5 separate regions of the Mus musculus genome follow, and regions 2, 3, 4 and 5 are each linked to region 1. Evidence: chromatin contacts called from public HiChIP or PLAC-seq and promoter capture Hi-C data. All regions are on one chromosome and are shown on one strand. Each heading gives the region's core, a stretch centred on a gene start, on an enhancer-like site or on the middle of the called end of the contact. The rest is flanking DNA. Distances are from core to core; before and after follow the strand shown. Region 1 holds the start of Ugt2b5 (UDP glucuronosyltransferase 2 family, polypeptide B5). Region 2 holds the start of Ugt2b34 (UDP glucuronosyltransferase 2 family, polypeptide B34). Region 3 holds the start of Ugt2b1 (UDP glucuronosyltransferase 2 family, polypeptide B1). Region 4 holds the start of Ugt2a3 (UDP glucuronosyltransferase 2 family, polypeptide A3). Region 5 holds the start of Ugt2b35 (UDP glucuronosyltransferase 2 family, polypeptide B35).

Region 1 (3,633 bases), core at 370-2,869:
CTTTCTTTCTTTCTTTCTTTCTTTCTTTCTTTCTTTCTTTCTCTCTCTCTCTCTCTCTCTCTCTCTCTCTCTCTCTCTCTCTCTCTGGCTCTGTGTGTGTTTCCAAAAGGGATTTCTTATCTTCTTAAAACAACTCAAAACTCAATGTCTAATTTTTTAAAGTATCTTTGAAGCTTTCGGAAGTCATTTCCATTTGTTTTCTCATTTACTTGACGGCTTTACCTGTTTCATAAAACTTATATTCAAGGTCAGGTACTCTTCTAACTGACTTGTTGATTGTTCTAAGAGTCAGAGTGAATGGATGATACCAGAAGAATAAGTCCCTCTGAATCAACTAAGCAAGAGAAATAGGAGCTAACAGAGACTGAAGAAGCAAGCACAGTTAATATATAGGACCACAACAGGTTCTATTGAATATAGGTATTTGACAAATTATTTCTCAGAGGCACCTATAATAAAACAATACTTAAAGCACACAGATCCATTCACCAACTAATGCAAGGACAAGTTTGGAGCATTTATGTTACAGGATACCAAGGCTCCAGGAGACTTATTTTCCGTGAAACTTTTTTGCCTAAAGACTGCATCCAAGCTTTTGGGCCTGCCATGCAGTCTTCACCTGAGTGGGTGTGGCATTTCCACCCTTTATAATTTTTAGATGAAGTTTCAGAATGTCCCACCTCGATCTCAGAAGAACTCTAAAGATAAGTGGAAACACAATGATTACTGATAAAATAATGTCAATTATAATAGCAATCAAGATTATATACTGAACCCAATCTAAGGGATTTAATGCACTTAGATTATTTTTTAAATCGCTGGCCAATTTATCAATGTTCTAAGTATCCACATGACTTCTGTCTTTAATTGCACTAAAATATGTGGAATATCTGTATTTTTGTCTTTAATTTCTGTCTTTAATTGCTCTATAATATGTGAAATAACTGTGTTTTTCCACACTCCCTGCAAACAAGCCTTAGTCTTTCTCCAATTAATAGTTGCATTGTAGGGTAATGGAGTGACACAAATATATTGAAATGTAGCATGACATTTAGTAGCTAACCTAACCTTAATATTTGCTATAACCTGTCCCCATCTATTGTTAACATAGCATCATAGAGAACTGTAGCTAGCTTTCAAATATGTCTCTAAAAATGTCTAGAACCAGCCTTTTATATGAAGTCTGTTATTTCTAATATTGGATTGATTATTAGAACAGTCCATGACTGAGTTTGAATTATTGGTCACAGTAAAAGAAAGCGAAGAGTCATCATGAACTTCAACTATATAAATTAATGTGCTTTCAATGCCATATAGAGGAGAATTAAGAGACAAGCCATATTATGATGTCACTAGTTTTGTGAGACATTTTAGAATATTCTAATATCTTAGTACCATTAATAATTGAACAAGAGATCTTTATTTCTTGGCTAATTGAAAACATGCCATCATAAGAGACATGGATCACTCTCATGTAAAAAGGGAATAATTAAAATCGCTCTTTGCTTTTTTGTCTCTTTCACCACAGTAATGATCATATAAGATTGGGCAATGCAAGTTATAGTTTAACCTCTGGGCTGAAGCTTCTTGGATAAAAGGTCAAGCAGTGACAGAAGCAAATGGACTGTGAGAGAAGGATTTTGATTTTCAAGATGCCTGGAAAGTGGATTTCTGCTCTGCTGCTGCTGCAGATAAGTTGCTGCTTCAGATCTGTGAAATGTGGGAAAGTGTTGGTGTGGCCGATGGAATTCAGTCATTGGATGAACATAAAAATAATACTGGATGAACTGGTACAGAGAGGCCATGAAGTCACTGTTCTGAGACCTTCAGCTTACTATGTTCTTGATCCCAAAAAATCACCTGGCCTTAAGTTTGAAACTTTTCCTACATCTGTCAGTAAAGACAATCTGGAAAATTTTTTCATTAAGTTTGTGGATGTGTGGACTTATGAAATGCCAAGGGATACATGTTTGTCATATTCTCCTTTACTGCAAAATATGATTGATGAATTTTCTGATTATTTTCTAAGTCTTTGTAAAGATGTTGTTTCAAACAAAGAGCTCATGACAAAGCTACAGGAATCCAAGTTTGATGTCCTTTTGTCAGATCCTGTTGCTTCCTGTGGGGAGCTCATAGCTGAACTGCTCCAGATTCCTTTTCTGTACAGTATCCGCTTCTCTCCAGGCTACCAAATTGAAAAGTCCAGCGGGAGATTTCTACTCCCTCCCTCTTATGTACCTGTAATTCTGTCAGGATTAGGTGGACAAATGACATTCATAGAGAGGATAAAAAATATGATATGCATGCTTTATTTTGACTTTTGGTTCCAGATGTTTAATGATAAGAAATGGGACTCATTTTACAGTGAGTATTTGGGTAAGTTAAATTTTTTTTTTCTAAGTAGCTTGAAAACCTAAGTTTCACAAGTGTGTAAATCTTTATGTCCATGAAATGCAAAATGTAGTAGTCTTTTATAGGTGATCAAATGTATAATGATATAAGCTATCAAACTCACAAACTCTTATAAATGTTCATATATTTGATCAAACAGGAGAAGGTATCAGTATCAGTCCTGATAGAAGACATTTTGGTTAGCTATGCAATTACATAGAGATGAAATTAGATGGTCCCTAAGTGATTCTTTACTCATTTGCTGAAAAGATTTCCTCTATTTTAATAATTCCCTAAGCAGTTACCAATTAACCTTGATTAATGGAGATTCAAGAATGACCTAGTTTATACATATATATAAAACATTGAAGAAGTTATTTTCTCTTGCCTAGGCCAGTCAGTGTTTTTATTTAAAATGAAAATGTAGGGCCACAAGTCATGGCCAAAGGGTTAGGATTGTTTCTGTACAGTTTTAGTACCAGAGCTCTCTTCCTGCCACTACTCATGCACAGTGGCTCAAAATTGCCTGAAACTTCAGCTTCAAGGAAACTGCTTCCCTTTATCATATCCGCAGGCACTGGCATAAACTTAACATATACTCATGCACATACACATACATAAAGGTGAAAAGATTAAAACGTAAAATATTCTCTTTGTATATCATTAAAAAATCCCCCTCATCTTGAAAACTATTACGTTGTTTCCGAAGCTTAAAAGTGGAACAGATATTTCTACCAGCCCCACATTTCTTTATTGGGTCCCTTCCTAAATTCAACTGCAAATTCCTAAATTCTACAGAGGCATGGACACACATACTGTATTTTCTGAAGTTTTTTTTTTTTATCTTAAAAATGTACCACAGATGCTCACAGTCAGCTATTGGATGGATCACAGGGCCCCCAATGGAGGAGCTAGAGAAAGTACCCAAGGAGCTAAAGGGATCTGCAACCCTATAGGTAGAACAACATTATGAACTAACCAGTACCCCGGAGCTCTTGACTCTAGTTGCATATGTATCAAAAGATGGCCTAGTTGGCCATCACTGGAAAGAGAGGCCCATTGGTCTTGCAAACTTTATATGCCCCAGTACAGGGGAACGCCAGGGCCAAAAAGTGGGAGTGGGTGGGTAGGGGAGTGGGTGGGAGGGTATGGGGGACTTTTGGGATAGCATTGGAAATGTAAATGAGGAAAACACCTAATAAAAATAAAATAAAATAAAATAAAATAAAATAAAATAAAATA
Region 2 (3,633 bases), core at 366-2,865, 230 kb after region 1:
CATTGGTAGCAGGCATCAGCTTCTCTTCTGAATCAAAAGAAGGGATAATTCCTAAGAGCCAAGTACTTCAGAATCTACCCAGTGACCATTTGGACAATAAGAATCACACATTTTTCTAGTGAATGTTATAGTCCTTTTAAAGAAGATTATACTTCATAGACCTAGTGTTGAGAGGTTGAATGTAAAATATACATTGAAGCAGCTGAATAAGCTGATCTATGTTATTTGGTTATTTATTATTGTTCATTTAAATACTGAAGCTTCTCTGTCAAAGAAAATTGTTTTTATATAACTTAGTTAACATTGAACTGTTTTTTAATGTTATACAGCCATCAGGTTCAAAACATGGAAAAGAAAATCCTGGGTTTTCTTAATTAAAAAGAAATTTTAAAATAACCACTGTCCTCAATATTTAAAAATCACACTATGCCTTGAGACACTCTTCCCATTTCTAGTATGGAACTATCAAGTTCTGTCTAAAATAGCTATGATATCAGAGGACAGTCCCGTTTTTACATTTAGAATTTTATGCTACTTGTAAGCAGAATTAGAGAACTAGATTTTTGGATTCATTCAAAAACCATTTACTAAGTATTACTTTGTTCTATATAAAGATGACTAAGGCATGGTCACTGCAGGAAAAACAATATAGGGGAGTGTAAGCTGTCACTTACAAACAAACCTAGCTCAATAAATCCATAAAAGAGCCAAATTAATAGTGAAATGCAGAATATATTCAGTGTGATCACTTTAGGAAGAGAGACAAAAGGAGCCAGTCACCCTTAATTCCATCTTTGGGATTCTTACAAGGCATCTGCATAGCTAAGCTTTCCAGGAATGGCATGGGACCTTGCCCACCATTAACTTAGCTCCTAGTCACCAGAAATGTTAGCCTGCCCTAACTTGTAAATTGCCCTCCTGGATACAAATTCCTCCTCTGGGTGTCCCCAGAGATCAAACATTTCTTCTCCTAGCAGAAAGTTACTGGGGAAAGTCTTTCAATAGTCTGAGAGTCAAAGAGGAAAACACAAATGTCTCCTTATCTCTTCACTTTTGCTAGGCTGACTAGTTACAAGTAAGCAGGTTCTTGATGGGGTAGAGATGGAGCTAATGGGAAGACTAAAAGAATGGGGCTTCCATCTAGATTATAATATGCTCTAAACGTAAGTGCAGTGTGTTTAATTCTGAGATTACACTATAGACCTCTGAGCCATATACTTAAAATCACTAAGTAGTATGGTAACTGGTCAGTGTTGCCAATATTCATATGACAAAACACTGACCTATGGTATTTATAAAAATGTGACTGGACAGTTTGCCTTTACTTCAGATTCTTTATCAAAGAAGCTCCATTAGGAGAAAGAGAGAGTGAAAGGAAGGGAGAAAGAGAGATCTTACTTTTCACTGTTCTCCAAATACAGTATACATTCAAGATCACTGAGAATCCAGAGTCATTTCCCACTTTCACATCTGCATCCAGGTTTTGGCATTTGCCCTCCAGAGGCTGTGACTCCCATTTCTATTTGCTTTGGTGTGTACAAGTTACACTTTAACTGACTGATTACTGCTCTTTCTATATCTGTAAGAGCTGAGCAATCATCCTTTGGAAGGCAGGCCTGAAGTTAACCAAGATGCCTGTGAAAATGACAGCAGCCCTGCTCCTGCTCCTGCTCCAGCTGAGTGGCTTCTTTGGATCTGGGACTGGTGGGAAGGTGCTGGTGTGGCCAATGGAGTTCAGCCATTGGCTCAACTTGAAGACAATCCTAGACGAGCTTCTGAAGAAGGGTCATGAAGTGATGGTTCTGAGACCTTCAGCATCCTTATCTTATGAGGTTGACAACACATCTGCTATTGAATTCGAGACTTATCCTACATCATACTCCTTATCTGAGTTAGAGGAAATTTTCTGGGAATCACTCAAGAAATATATTTATGAGCTGCCAAAGCAGTCATTTTGGGGATACTTCTTAATGTTGCAAGAAATGGTTTGGGTAGATTCAAAATATTTTGAAAGTCTCTGTAAAGATGTAGTTTTTAACAAAGAACTCATGACAAAGCTACAAAAATCAAGGTTTGATGTGATCCTGGCAGATCCCTTCATACCCTGCGGTGATCTGCTGGCTGAGGTTCTCAAGATCCCCCTTGTGTACAGTCTCCGCTTCTTTCCTGGCTCCACTTATGAGAAGTACAGTGGGGGACTCCCACTGCCTCCTTCCTATGTGCCTGTTGTTATGTCAGAATTGAGTGACAGGATGACTTTCATGGAGAGGGTGAGAAATGTCATCTATATGCTGTGTTTTGACTTTTGGTTCCAAACATTTAATGAGAAGAACTGGAATCAGCTTTATACTGAAGTATTAGGTAAGTGCCCTGTTCAGTGCCCTGGTGGGATTGCTGGATTCTCAATTTGCTGTGTCATTGAATGTGAATGTCTAAGAACAGGTCTGACAGGGGAATGATTTGTCTCTCCTAAATAAAATGATGGGAAAACTAGAAAATTAGCTGTCAAATTCAAGCATTGTAAAGAACTTTGTATTCCAGTGTCAGTTGCAAAACCTTGTCTATGAATTGTCAGCACACACTCACATAACAAAACTATGATTATTTCTCTAAGAAATTACATAGGCCCAAGACATTTTTCCTCGTGTTTTAAAGCAACACTTTTACCTGACTGGTGCCTTCATTGTCATTAATATCTTTGCCACTTTATTATATTCATTGCTATTATTATCATGTGTATGAACATGCACACTTGTGTCATGGGAAAGGGGGATTGTGCTCTGGGTTGCTTATGTAGAGGCCAGATTAAACTTTGAAGAGTTCTTATTTCTACCTCTATGTATGTTCTTGGGATCAATTTAGGTGTTTACGCTTGTATAGAGATTGAACTCAAGTCTTTAGCTTGCATGGAATACCTTTACCTTCTAATGTGTTACACCAGCCTCTAAAACATATGCTTTAAACAAAGGCAAAGTCTTCATGACTTATAAAATACACTGAGGATTATACATACTTCTAGCATAGGTAAATATCTATCTATCATCTTTCTATTTACAATCAAAGGAGGACTTTTTATATAAATTATTTTTTTATTTATGATTTAAAAGATCTTCCCCTTTAACCTACTAAACTTCTGCACAGCTGTGAATATTCTATCTCTGCTCTATACAGAGGAAATATGTGAATGCAAAACATGGGGGAATCTAATTGATTTATTGGAGTCAGTTGAAATTGTGTTTCAAACATAGAATCTTGAAATGTAGACATATTGGGTATTACTTAGTGTTTTACTGAACATACATGTCTCTCTCCATATTTTAAGGCATGTATCCATATTATCTGTAAACACATCTATACATACCAAATTATTAAACAATCAGTCATGAATCAAGAGCAAAATCAAAGAACTCAGGCATAATAAAAATTTCTCTCTGAGGGAAACCAGGGTAATATAGTAAGACACTGTCTCAATGAAATGCTGAAACAGAATCCCCTTAAATGTTTGCACTGGGCTGGGGTGCACACACCTTCCATCTCTGCAGTTGAGGTGAGGAGGAAGAGGATCTAGCATTCAGGGTCCACTGTAGCTTCATTAGTCACTGAGGAACCACTCTAGGCTGCATCCAACTGTCT
Region 3 (3,633 bases), core at 383-2,882, 210 kb after region 1:
AAAAGAACCTCTGGTGGAATCACCATGCCTGACGTAAAGCTGTACTACAGAACAATTGTGATAAAACAAAACAAAACAAAACAAACAAACAAAAAAAAAAACACTGCATGATACTGGTATAGCGACAGACAGGTAGACCAATAGAATAAAATTGAAGACTCAGAAATGAACCCACACACCTATGGTCACTTGATCTTTGACAAGGGAGCTAAAACCATCCAGTGGAAAAAAGACAGCATTTTCAACAAACGGTGCGGGCACAACTGGCGGTTATCATGTAGAAGAATGGAATTGATCCATTCTTATCTTCTTGTACTAAGGTCAAGTCTAAGTGGATCAAGGAACTTCACATAAAACCAGAGACACTGAAACATATAGAGGAGAAAGTGAGGAAAAACTGCGAAGATATGGGCACAGGGGAAAAATTCCTGAATAGAACAGCAATGGCTTGTGCTGTAAGATCGAGAATGAACAAATGGGACCTCATAAAATTGCAAAGCTTTTGTAAGGCAAAGGACACTGTCAATAAGACAAAAAGGCCACCAACAGATTGGGAAAGGATCTTTACCAATCCTAAATCAGGTAGGGGACTAATATTCAATATATATAAAGAACTCAAGAAGATAAACTCCAGAAAATCAAATAACCCCATTAAAAAAATGGGGCTCAGAACTAAACAAAGAATTCCCAGCTAAGGAATACCGAATGGCTGAGAAGCACCTGAAAAATGTTCAACATCCTTAATCATCAGGGAAATGCAAATCAAAACAACCCTGAGATTCCACCTCACCCCAGTCAGAATGGCTAAGATCAAAAATTCATTAGGCTATAAGGTACACAGATGCTGGCGAGGATGTGGAGAAAGAGGAACACTCCTCAATTGCTGGTGGGGTTGCAAGCTTGTACAACCACTCTGGAAATCAGTCTGGCGATTCCTTAGAAAATTGGACATAGTACTACTGGAAGATCCTGCAATACCTCTCCTGGGCATATATCCAGAAGATTTTCCAACTGGTAATAAGGAACATGCTCCACTATATTCATAGCAGCCTTATTAATAATAGCCAGAAACTGGAAACAACCCAGATGTCCCTCAACAGAGGAATGGATACAGAAAATGTGGTACATTTACACAATGGAGTACTACTCAGCTATTAAAAACAATGAATTTATGAAATTTAGGTAAATGGATGGATCTGGAAGGTATCATCCTGAGTGACGTAACCCAACCACAAAAGAACTTAACATGATATGTACTCACTGGTGAGTGAATATTAACCCAGAAACTAAGAATACCCAAGATACAATTTGCAAAACCCATGCAACTCAAGAAGAAGGAATACCAAAGTGTTGATACTTCGTTCCACCTTTGAATGGGAAAATAATATTGAAAAAGAAAAGAAAAAGAAGTGAATCAATTGTAGCTCAATACTATCAGGGACAAAAAAGACAAACTTCGTGAACCTTGAGCTCATGTTCCATGTGTGTATTTACTTAGAATGTTACACCATCAGACTCATCTAGTCAGTGATGTGGTTAGAAGTTATATGTTAACTTCTTGATTGACAGAACTTACATAAAAGCAGAAAAAAACTGTGAAGAATGACAAATATCAAAAACATTCTCTTTCAGCAAGATGTCTATGAAACAGGCTTCAGTTTTTCTGTTGATACAGTTCATATGCTATATTAGACCTGGAGCCTGTGGGAAAGTGCTGGTGTGGCCTACAGAATACAGCCATTGGATAAATATGAAAATAATCCTGGATGAACTTGTCCAGAGAGGTCATGACGTCACCGTTCTCATATCTTCTGCTTCCATCCTCATTGGGCCGAGCAATGAATCTTCTATTAATTTTGAAATTTATTCTGCACCTTTGAGTAAAGATGATCTTGAATATGCTTTTGAAAAATGGGTAGGAAACTGGACATACGAATTAAAAAAACTTCCATTTTGGACATCTTATTCAAAACTGCAAAAAATCTCCAGTGAATATTCAGACATGATTGAAAGTTTCTGCAAAGCAGTAGTTTGGAACAAGAGCCTCATGAAAAAACTCCAAGGATCTAAGTTTGATGTCGTTCTAGCAGATGCCTTGGTTCCCTGTGGTGAGCTGCTATCAGAACTGCTTAAGACACCTTTAGTATACAGTCTCCGCTTCTGTCCTGGATACAAATGTGAAAAGTACAGTGGGGGCCTTCCACTCCCCCCTTCCTATGTGCCTGTGGTTCTGTCAGAACTAAGTGACCACATGACATTTGCAGAAAGGGTGAAGAATATGTTGCAGGTGTTGCTTTTTGACTTTTGGTTTCAAACATTTAACGAGAAATCCTGGAATCAGTTTTACAGTGATGTTCTAGGTAAACTGTGCCTTTCATTGTTACTGTGAAATCCTGACTTGATGTTTTTTTGAATGAGAATGTGTATAGGTGAATATAAAGGCATAGAATGAGATTCTTAATTGTGAGCTGATAGAGTAAAAATAGAAGAGAATCAAATAGGCTCTTAGCAAGGCAAAATACTGCAGAGTAATTATACAGAACACTTCAGAAATTACTAACCATGCAAAATTAGACAAGGAAGATTTCTCTTGGTGATCATTTGATCTGCTCTACATTGTCTAAGTATAAGAAACTCCAGGTTTCATTGAGTGCTTTAATATCTGTAAATGAGAACACTACAGAGTCATAATTCATTACCACAACTATTTGTGTAGCACTGAAGAAAACACATTTCCTTAAGACATTTACTCACTTAGAAATTAAAACATTTATCAAGAATGTCCTGAAAGCTTATTCACAATTAAATTGTACCACTAGAACCAGAAACAGTCAAGGCAACTTGATTTTCTTAGAATTTGAGTTGGATCATATCTATAAAACTTAATCTTAAAGCCTTAAATCTTGATAGAAATGCATAGGTTTTTATTATTTTCAAAATACCTTTTCATTAAATAAAATATTACCTAATTTATTAGGAGAAACAGTTTAAATATTAACTGCTTATACAAATACCCAGCTATAACTTTGAGATATACAACTAAGTTAGTGATACTAGTCTCCTGTAACGGACATAGTACAGCAGGGATAAAAGAAAATTAGTCATTCCTTACCAATTATCACATTGCATTTCAAGAATCAGAAACCAAAAGCATAGCTACTAAAATGTGTAAAATAGACTAAATATTCTACAAAAGCTGTGTTTCTAAGCATTTTCAAGCACCTTTGCAAGAGCAAAATTTCAAATTTATTGGTGCAACGTTGGAAATCAATGTAATTTTCACACAATATTTATGTTAATACAATTATATCATAAATCATAACTGGAACATTTTAAATTGCTTGTCTACATGACCTCAACTCATTGCAGAAATCACATGCTTTATTCCAGACAAACTCCTTTCACCATAGTGTATTTGTTTTTGGTTTTGGGGTGCAGGGAGACCTACAACATTAACTGAGATGATGGGGAAGGCAGACATATGGCTCGTTCGAACCTTCTGGGACTTGAAATTTCCTCACCCTTTCTTGCCTAATTTTGACTTTGTTGGAGGACTCCATTGTAAACCAGCCAAACCACTGCCTAAGGTAACTCTACATTGTTTCCCTTGGTAAACTGTTTTTCCTTTTCATG
Region 4 (3,633 bases), core at 389-2,888, 200 kb before region 1:
GCATGTTCTGTAAGATCAAGAATCGACAAATGGGACCTCATAAAATTGCAAAGCTTCTGTAAGGCAAAAGACACTGTCAATAAGACAAAAAGGCCACCAACAGACTGGAAAGGAATTTTAGGAACCAATCCTAAAGCTGAAAGGTACTAATATTCACCATGTACAAAGAGCTCAAGAAGCTTGACTCCAGAAATTCAAATAACCCCATTAAAAAATGGGGTACAGAGCTAAACAAAGAATTCTCAACTGAGGAATACCGAATGACTGAGAAGCACCTGAAAAGAAAGTTCAACATCCTTAATCATCAGGGAAATGCAAATCAAAGCAACCCTGAGATTATACCTCACACCAGTCAGAATGGCTAGGATCAAAAATTCAGGTGACAGCAGATGCTGGCAAGGATGTGGAGAGAGAGGAACACTCCTCACTTGGTCACAGCAGGACTGCAAGCTTGTACAACTACTCTGGAAATCAGTATGGTGGTTCCTCAAAAAACTGGACATAGTAGCAATTCCTCTCTTGGGCATATACCCAGAAGATGTTCCAACTGGTAAGATGGACACATGCTCTACTATGTTCATAGCAGCCTTATTTTTAATAGCCAGAAGCTGGAAAGAACCCAGATGTCCTCAACAGAAGAATAGATACAGAAAATGTGGTACATTTACACAATGGATTACTACTCAGCTATTAAAAACAATGTATCTTTGAAATTCTTAGGCAAATGGATGTATCTGGAGGATATCATACTGAGTGAGGTAACCCAATCACAAAAGAAGTCACTTTATATGTACTCACTGATAAGTGGATATTAGCCTTGAAACTTAAAATACCCAAGATACAATTTGCAAAATGCAAGAAAATCGAGAAGAAGGAAGACCAACATGTGGATACTTCATTCTTCCTTAGAATAGGGAACGAAATACCCATGGAAGGAGTTACAGAGAAAAAGTTTGGAGGTGAGACAAAAGGATGGACGATCCAGATACTGCACTACCCGGGGATCCATCCCATAATCAGCCACCAAACGCAGACACTCTTGCATATGCCAGCAAGATTTTGCTGAAAGGACTCTGATATAGCTGTCTCGAGTGAGGGTATGTCAGTGCCTGGCAAATACAGAAGTGAATGCTCAGAGTCATCTATTGGATGCAACACAGGGCCCCCATGGAGGAGCTAGAGAAAGTACCCAAGGAGCTGAAGGGGTCTGCAACCCTATAGGTGGAACAACAATATGAACTAACCAGTAGCCCCAGAACTCGTGTCTCTAGCTGCATACGTAGCAAAAGATGGCCTAGTCACCCGAGGCCCCTTGGTCTTGCAAACTTTATATGCCCCAGTACAGGGTAACACCAGGGCCAAGAAGTGGGAATGGTTCGGTAGGGGAGCAGGGTGGGGGGAGGGTATAGGGGACTTTCAGAATAGCATTTGAAATGTAAATGAAAAAAATATCTAGTAAAAATTGAAAATAAAAAAGAATATCCAGCTATTCATAAGGAAATGGTTGTAATCTATATAATATTAGTCTATGGTGTTTTATTGGATAGAACTCTCTTGAGCTCCGTGTCTTTGTAAGTTTAAAAGTTAATAGTTAATTTCTTTCTTATCTAAATTATTACTCAACTGAACAAACCCTCAATCTTTGCGAAACAACTTGAGGAGGCACAATATGGTCTCTGAAAAATGTGTTGCGGCATTTTTTCTGCTGCAGCTTTGCTGGGCCGGCTGTGGATTCTGCAGCAAGGTCCTCGTGTGGCCCTGTGATATGAGCCACTGGCTGAATCTAAAGACTATTCTTGAGGAGCTTGGAGCAAGAGGGCACGAGGTAACAGTCCTGAAATACCCCAGTATCATCATAGATCAGAGTAAACGTATTCCACTGCACTTTGAGAATATTCCTTTGCTGTATGAAATCGAGACAGCTGAGAATCGTTTAAATGAGATTGCAAATCTAGCTGTGAATGTCATTCCAAACCTGTCACTGTGGGAAGCAGCAAAAACATTACAAGACTTCTTTCTTCAAGTAACTGGAGATTTTGAAAGTATTTGTAGGAGTGTATTGTACAACCAGAAATTCATGGACAAGCTACGGGATGCACAATATGATGTAGTGGTTATAGACCCTGTCGTTCCCTGTGGAGAGTTGGTGGCAGAAGTGCTTCAGATCCCTTTCGTATACACACTGAGGTTCAGCATGGGCTACTACATGGAGAAACACTGTGGCCAGCTTCCAATTCCACTCTCGTATGTACCGGTTGTCATGAGTGAGCTGACAGACAATATGACCTTCACAGAGAGGGTGAAAAATATGATGTTTTCACTGTTGTTTGAGTACTGGCTCCAGCAATATGACTTTGCATTCTGGGATCAGTTTTACAGTGAAACCCTAGGTAAGAGTTTTCATACTAAGCTAGTTGTTAAATGTTATTTTAATGCTTAGTAGATGTTTAAAAACAATAACAAGAATACATTTTATAAATTTTGACTTTCGTGTAAAACTCTACATGTGAAAGTAATAAATCACTTATAGATAAAGAATCAGAGAGGCAAAATGAAGTCCTTTTGCTATGTGGTTGTACTCATTAAACTGTTTAATAGTATTTCAAAATTTAAGAGCTCATTATCAGTTCTAAGAGAAGTGATCCACAAATAAATATCAATGGAATGCAACATGATTTTATTTGTTAGATACAAGGAGACAACTAATTCCAGGATGTGAAATGTACATTTTAAAAAATTGTGGGTCTCTTATTGGTAAACAATACACTACTGCAAAAATTAAAAAAAAAAAACTTTTGTGCTCGTAATGATATGAAATATAAATTAATTATATGAGAAATATTCAGTGTGCAATGCATGGTTTTGAATTTTATTACACAATTATTTGCAACCACCGATTATTGGTCTTATATTTATACCATTCTTCTGCTAATTGAGGTGCTTTTTATTTTTATACACGTCACAAATTAAGGGTGAGTCATGGAAGACTGTGGTTAAACTACCTTGGCAATATATTTCAATCAAGAATTGAACTATTAAATATTTTCATGCAATCACCATTTTATCTGTTTGGTGTTTAATATATCATTGAGATTCTTGATAAAAATAAATAAAACTGAATGGAATCTGATAGAGTCAGTCTCAGAGTAATATCAGGTTGAAAGGCAAAAACCAGTCATTCCTAAGAAAACAGAATAAAATTAAAAAAAAAAGTAATTGCTTGTGAAGTGAACATTTTTACTGTATTTTAATCTCTGGAGAAATAGGATTTAGAGATTGATACTCTTTCCATATTTCTGTATTCTACTACCTCAAATATAAACTACTCTAACAAACTTTTCAATATGACAGTGTTAATAGTGAGGTTGTGATGTGACAGAGCAAATTACAGTGCTAATCAGACATAAAAGGGACAGAAAGATCCAAGGTAAATCAATGTGGCCCTCTGCTGCTCTAGTCATGAGTGACACCTTGTCATCTCTTCTCAGCAGGGCCACAACTGAGAGAAGAAAATATCGTCCTGTATGACAGCTACTATTTTCCCTATAATCAAATAATGTGAATTGCCCATCATTTTATGTAAGCTTCATTTATTTAATTGCTAAGGATACTAAACACTTTAAAAGACATTCT
Region 5 (3,633 bases), core at 744-3,243, 140 kb after region 1:
GTTTAGTTTTATTCTTAAAGCAGACTTTTGAAAGTTACCTCATCTCCTCCATAGTTTGAAGCCATGAATAGTTATTGAAACAACCTACTAAGCCACTGTATAAGTAAACACAAATTTTCTACTGTCTAACTTTTCAAAAGGAACTGTATAAATATAAACACACAATGCTGGTCCAAATCTTACACTATGGTGTGCAGAATTCCCCGGGTCATTGTAGTGTATAGGAAGGACTTCATCCTTCTTTTGTCAAGAGATCTATAAAGTTTATGAATGGCTGACTTTCTAGTAAGTGCTTCTACTCTTGTTTCATATTGATATATCTAATATGATTTATCCTAAAAAAGCAATCATAATATCTATACAAGTAATAAAATAGAAACTTTAGGGTAATCTTAACTATGGTATAATTTTCAAGAGAAGGAACTTGACTCAAAAACTATAGGACAAGTGTATATGGTTCCATACTTCTGTAGAGTACATACAATTATAATAACTTTTAGAAAAGAATAAAAAAGGAAATGTCCTGGTAGAAACCTCAGTTTCATTTGCAAACCTATACATTAACATAATATCTTTGAAGAGAAGGAGAAATTTTTAGGAAATACAGAGAATATATTCTATGATTTATCTTTTCATTTATGTGTATTTGTGCTTGCGTCTATATACTCTAAGATTATTCCAGTGCCTGAGCACTGGAATAAAAGAACAGCAGGTTCCGTGAAGCAAAGTGAGGCCAATGGACATGAGTGGATGCTAGGAACAGAACACAGGTACTAAACATGAACAGAAAACAATCAAACATTTGGACATGTTGTAAGACCCCACATTTTAATATTAAATATAGAAACTGGCTTGTGCAAGAGAACACTATTTCTTCAATGTTAAATACATATTGATACTATAAAATATGTCATTCTTTAATATAAATAAATCAGTATTTGGGTAAACAGGAAGTAACTTATTGAAATAGAGGTTTAAAAATGCATAAAATGAATAAAGGCTCATGTAGTGACCATTTACAATTGTATAGCTAACCAGAAAGTCTTTTTTATCAGGACTGATACCTTCTATTTGAACATTAATATGAGCTTTTACAGAGCATTCATGATTTTGTTAGTAAATATCCTATTATATATTTGATCACCTACAAAAACAACTTCACTTTGAATTTCATGGATATATAGCTTCAAATACATGTGTAGCTAGGGATATCAAGCTACTAAGAAGACATGTAACTTACCCAAAGTTTCACTGTAAAATTGATCCCATTCCTTCTCTGTAAATGTCTGGAACCAAAAGTCAAAATAAAGCATACATATCATATTTTTGACCCTCTCTGTGAATGTCATTTGGCCACCTAATCCTGACAAAATCACAGGTACATAAGAGGGAGGGAGTACAAATCCTCCACTGTTCTTTTCAACTTGGTAGCCAGGAGAGAAGCGAAGACTGTACAGAAAAGGAATCTGGAGCAGTTGAGCTATGAGCTCCCCACAGGAAGCCATGGCATCTAAAATAAGGACATCAAACTTGGATTCCTGGAATTTTGTCATGAGCTGTTTGTTTGAAACAGCTTCCTTACAAAGACTTAGAGAATAATCAGATAATTTACCAAACAGTGTTTGAAGCAGAGAATATGATAAGCATGTATCTCTTGGGACCTCAAAAGTCCATTCATCCACTAACTTGGTCAAAAAAGTTTCCAGATAATCTTTACTGAAAGCTGTAGGAAAAGTTTCAAACTTAAGGCCCGGCGAATATTTGGGATCAACAAAAATGGAAGCTGAAGGTCTCAGAACAGTGACTTCATGGCCCCTCTGTACAAGTTCATCCAGTATTATCTTTAAATTCATCCAGTGACTGAATTCCAGTGGCCACACTAACACCTTCCCACAGCTGGTGGATCTGAAGCAGCAACTCATCTGCAGCAGGAGCAGAGCAGAAATCCACTTCACAGGCATCCTGGAAGTCAAAGGGCTTCTGTTAACTGTGTGTTCCCTTGCTTTACTGCCTGTCCTCTTATCTAAGAAGAAGAAAAAAAAATCCACGAGTTAAAATATAACCTGAGTTGGTGCAAGCAAACTTAATGACCAGATTGAAGTTGGTGGCTGAAGAGAGATAGTAAAAGCAAATATTAATTATTTCAGATTTATTTGGAAGTGTTTAAAATCACGTTTTGTAAAGAAGTAAAGTTAGGAGTTGTGACCTGTGTAAACCTGTTTACAGGAGTTTTGAATCATAGAAAGAACACTGATTAGTGTAAGGTGAGTCTGCATTTTATTCTCAACCTGTGAAATCCAGATGTACTAGTTACCGAACTTATCAGTATATCATGGATATTATTTTGTAAGAATGTCGGATAAAATATTAAGTCACATAGAGTTTGCTGAATAGCCTGACAGTGTGCCTTAGTTACTTGACAGAGAAAAGATCTGTGAATAAAATAGACAAGAGTTTCTATGAATGTCCCTAAGGAAAAAGCCAAACACACTGCCCTGAGTGGTATTAGCTGCTAAGGTTTACAGAGAGCACTCAGTTGATTCAACCTATCTGTCCACAGCCCTTTCCTAGGACCAAGAAGTAGCTGGATAGTTTGATCTTGCTTTAGTTAGAGTTTTTGTTGTTGTTATTGTTGTTGTTGTGAAGAGACACCATGGCCAAGGCAACCCTTATAAAGGATGACGTTCATTTGGTCTACCTTCCACTTTCAGAAGTTTAGTCCGTTATCCACATGGCAGGAAGCGTGGCAGAGTCCAGGCAGACACAATGTTGTAGAAGGGATTGAGAGTTCTACATCTTGATTGGAAGGCAGCTAGGAGACTGTTTCCACATTGTGCAGAAATTGAGCACAAAATCTTGAAGCCCACGAATTACAGTGACACACTTCTTCTAATGAGGCCACGCCTACTCTAACAAGAAAATATCTCTTAATATTGCCACACCTTGTACCATGCATATTCAAACCACAACAGAATCTTAGTGCACAAAGGCCCTGAGAAATCAATGAGTAGATAAAACTTCACCAAGAAACATTGAATCTACCATTTCTGGAATCACCAATGCTTCTATTTGCTCATGAAGATTGTGGGTATTGACATGTGATTTACCTGGATCTTCTTGTTTGTCCTGGTATTGTGAAGCTACAAACAACTCTAGGATGCATCACCTAGAAAAAAAATCGTTGATGACAAAACAATTATATTATAGAGTATATGATTTCTCATCACACTGACCAAGTTCTTTGCCAAAATAAAGTTTTGGAGTCATAGATATATTTTATTGCACAATTTGAAAGGGTGGTATCCATCATGAAAAACAAGGTCTGTAGAGTGTATGTGATGGAAACACAGGGAAGGGATATCTTCACCATGGAAAAATGATAAGTAAATCCTTCCTGAAAGTTTTCTCACAGATATACTCAAATATTTATATTAATAGTGCCTTTAGCAGTCAAGTTAGCAATGAAAAAACCACCAACTTACAAAAAAGATCAATAAGAGAAATATGTATATATAACAAGAGTATATATATATATATATATATATGTGTGTGTTTGTGTGTGTGTGTTTGTGTAAAACAAGAAATAAAACAAATGAATTAAAATAGGATATATTAAATTATAAACAACAAGTT

The links. Promoter capture Hi-C pulls out the DNA fragments that hold promoters and counts their contacts. HiChIP or PLAC-seq counts read pairs in DNA pulled down with a chosen protein or histone mark. Capture Hi-C pulls out chosen DNA fragments and counts their contacts.
Region 2: a contact with region 1 is called in a promoter capture Hi-C map of pancreatic islet. The contact joins the promoter of Ugt2b34 here to the promoter of Ugt2b5 in region 1. A contact is called at or near these places in 20 of 39 promoter capture datasets (the 3T3-L1 cell line, 3T3-L1-derived adipocytes, the HPC-7 cell line and 9 more), 24 of 484 Hi-C or Micro-C datasets (the AML12 cell line, cardiomyocytes, colon epithelium and 12 more), 5 of 115 datasets of contacts at active chromatin or transcription factors (extraembryonic endoderm stem cells, hepatocytes, intestinal villus epithelium and 2 more) and 2 of 9 other capture datasets (adipose tissue and pancreatic islet).
Region 3: a promoter capture Hi-C map of liver shows a contact between it and region 1, with 15 times the contacts expected there. The contact joins the promoter of Ugt2b1 here to the promoter of Ugt2b5 in region 1. A contact is called at or near these places in 6 of 39 promoter capture datasets (the HPC-7 cell line, cranial neural crest, hippocampal neurons and 2 more) and 1 of 9 other capture datasets (pancreatic islet).
Region 4: a contact with region 1 is called in a promoter capture Hi-C map of liver, with 9 times the contacts expected there. The contact joins the promoter of Ugt2a3 here to the promoter of Ugt2b5 in region 1. A contact is called at or near these places in 11 of 39 promoter capture datasets (the 3T3-L1 cell line, 3T3-L1-derived adipocytes, Sertoli cells and 6 more), 10 of 484 Hi-C or Micro-C datasets (the AML12 cell line, the HL-1 cell line, cumulus cells and 2 more), 1 of 115 datasets of contacts at active chromatin or transcription factors (embryonic stem cells) and 1 of 9 other capture datasets (adipose tissue).
Region 5: an H3K4me3 HiChIP or PLAC-seq map of intestinal villus epithelium shows a contact between it and region 1, with 9 read pairs. The contact joins the promoter of Ugt2b35 here to the promoter of Ugt2b5 in region 1. A contact is called at or near these places in 4 of 39 promoter capture datasets (the 3T3-L1 cell line, hippocampal neurons and liver), 5 of 484 Hi-C or Micro-C datasets (the AML12 cell line and liver) and 4 of 115 datasets of contacts at active chromatin or transcription factors (hepatocytes, intestinal crypt epithelium, intestinal villus epithelium and 1 more).

Annotation. Positions count from the first base shown.
Region 1 is chr5:87,138,326-87,141,958 of GRCm38.p6, reverse strand. It overlaps Ugt2b5 (UDP glucuronosyltransferase 2 family, polypeptide B5), which reads left to right and starts at 1,619. Exons shown (of 6, transcript NM_009467.3): 1 at 1,619-2,376. The coding sequence starts at 1,653.
Region 2 is chr5:86,904,919-86,908,551 of GRCm38.p6, reverse strand. It overlaps Ugt2b34 (UDP glucuronosyltransferase 2 family, polypeptide B34), which reads left to right and starts at 1,615. Exons shown (of 6, transcript NM_153598.2): 1 at 1,615-2,361. The coding sequence starts at 1,632.
Region 3 is chr5:86,924,502-86,928,134 of GRCm38.p6, reverse strand. Ugt2b1 (UDP glucuronosyltransferase 2 family, polypeptide B1) reads left to right here and starts at 1,632. Exons shown (of 6, transcript NM_152811.1): 1 at 1,632-2,360; 2 at 3,439-3,587. The coding sequence starts at 1,637.
Region 4 is chr5:87,335,200-87,338,832 of GRCm38.p6, reverse strand. It overlaps Ugt2a3 (UDP glucuronosyltransferase 2 family, polypeptide A3), which reads left to right and starts at 1,638. Exons shown (of 6, transcript NM_028094.3): 1 at 1,638-2,390. The coding sequence starts at 1,670.
Region 5 is chr5:86,999,220-87,002,852 of GRCm38.p6, reverse strand. It overlaps Ugt2b35 (UDP glucuronosyltransferase 2 family, polypeptide B35), which reads right to left and starts at 1,993. Exons shown (of 6, transcript NM_172881.3): 1 at 1,241-1,993. The coding sequence starts at 1,961.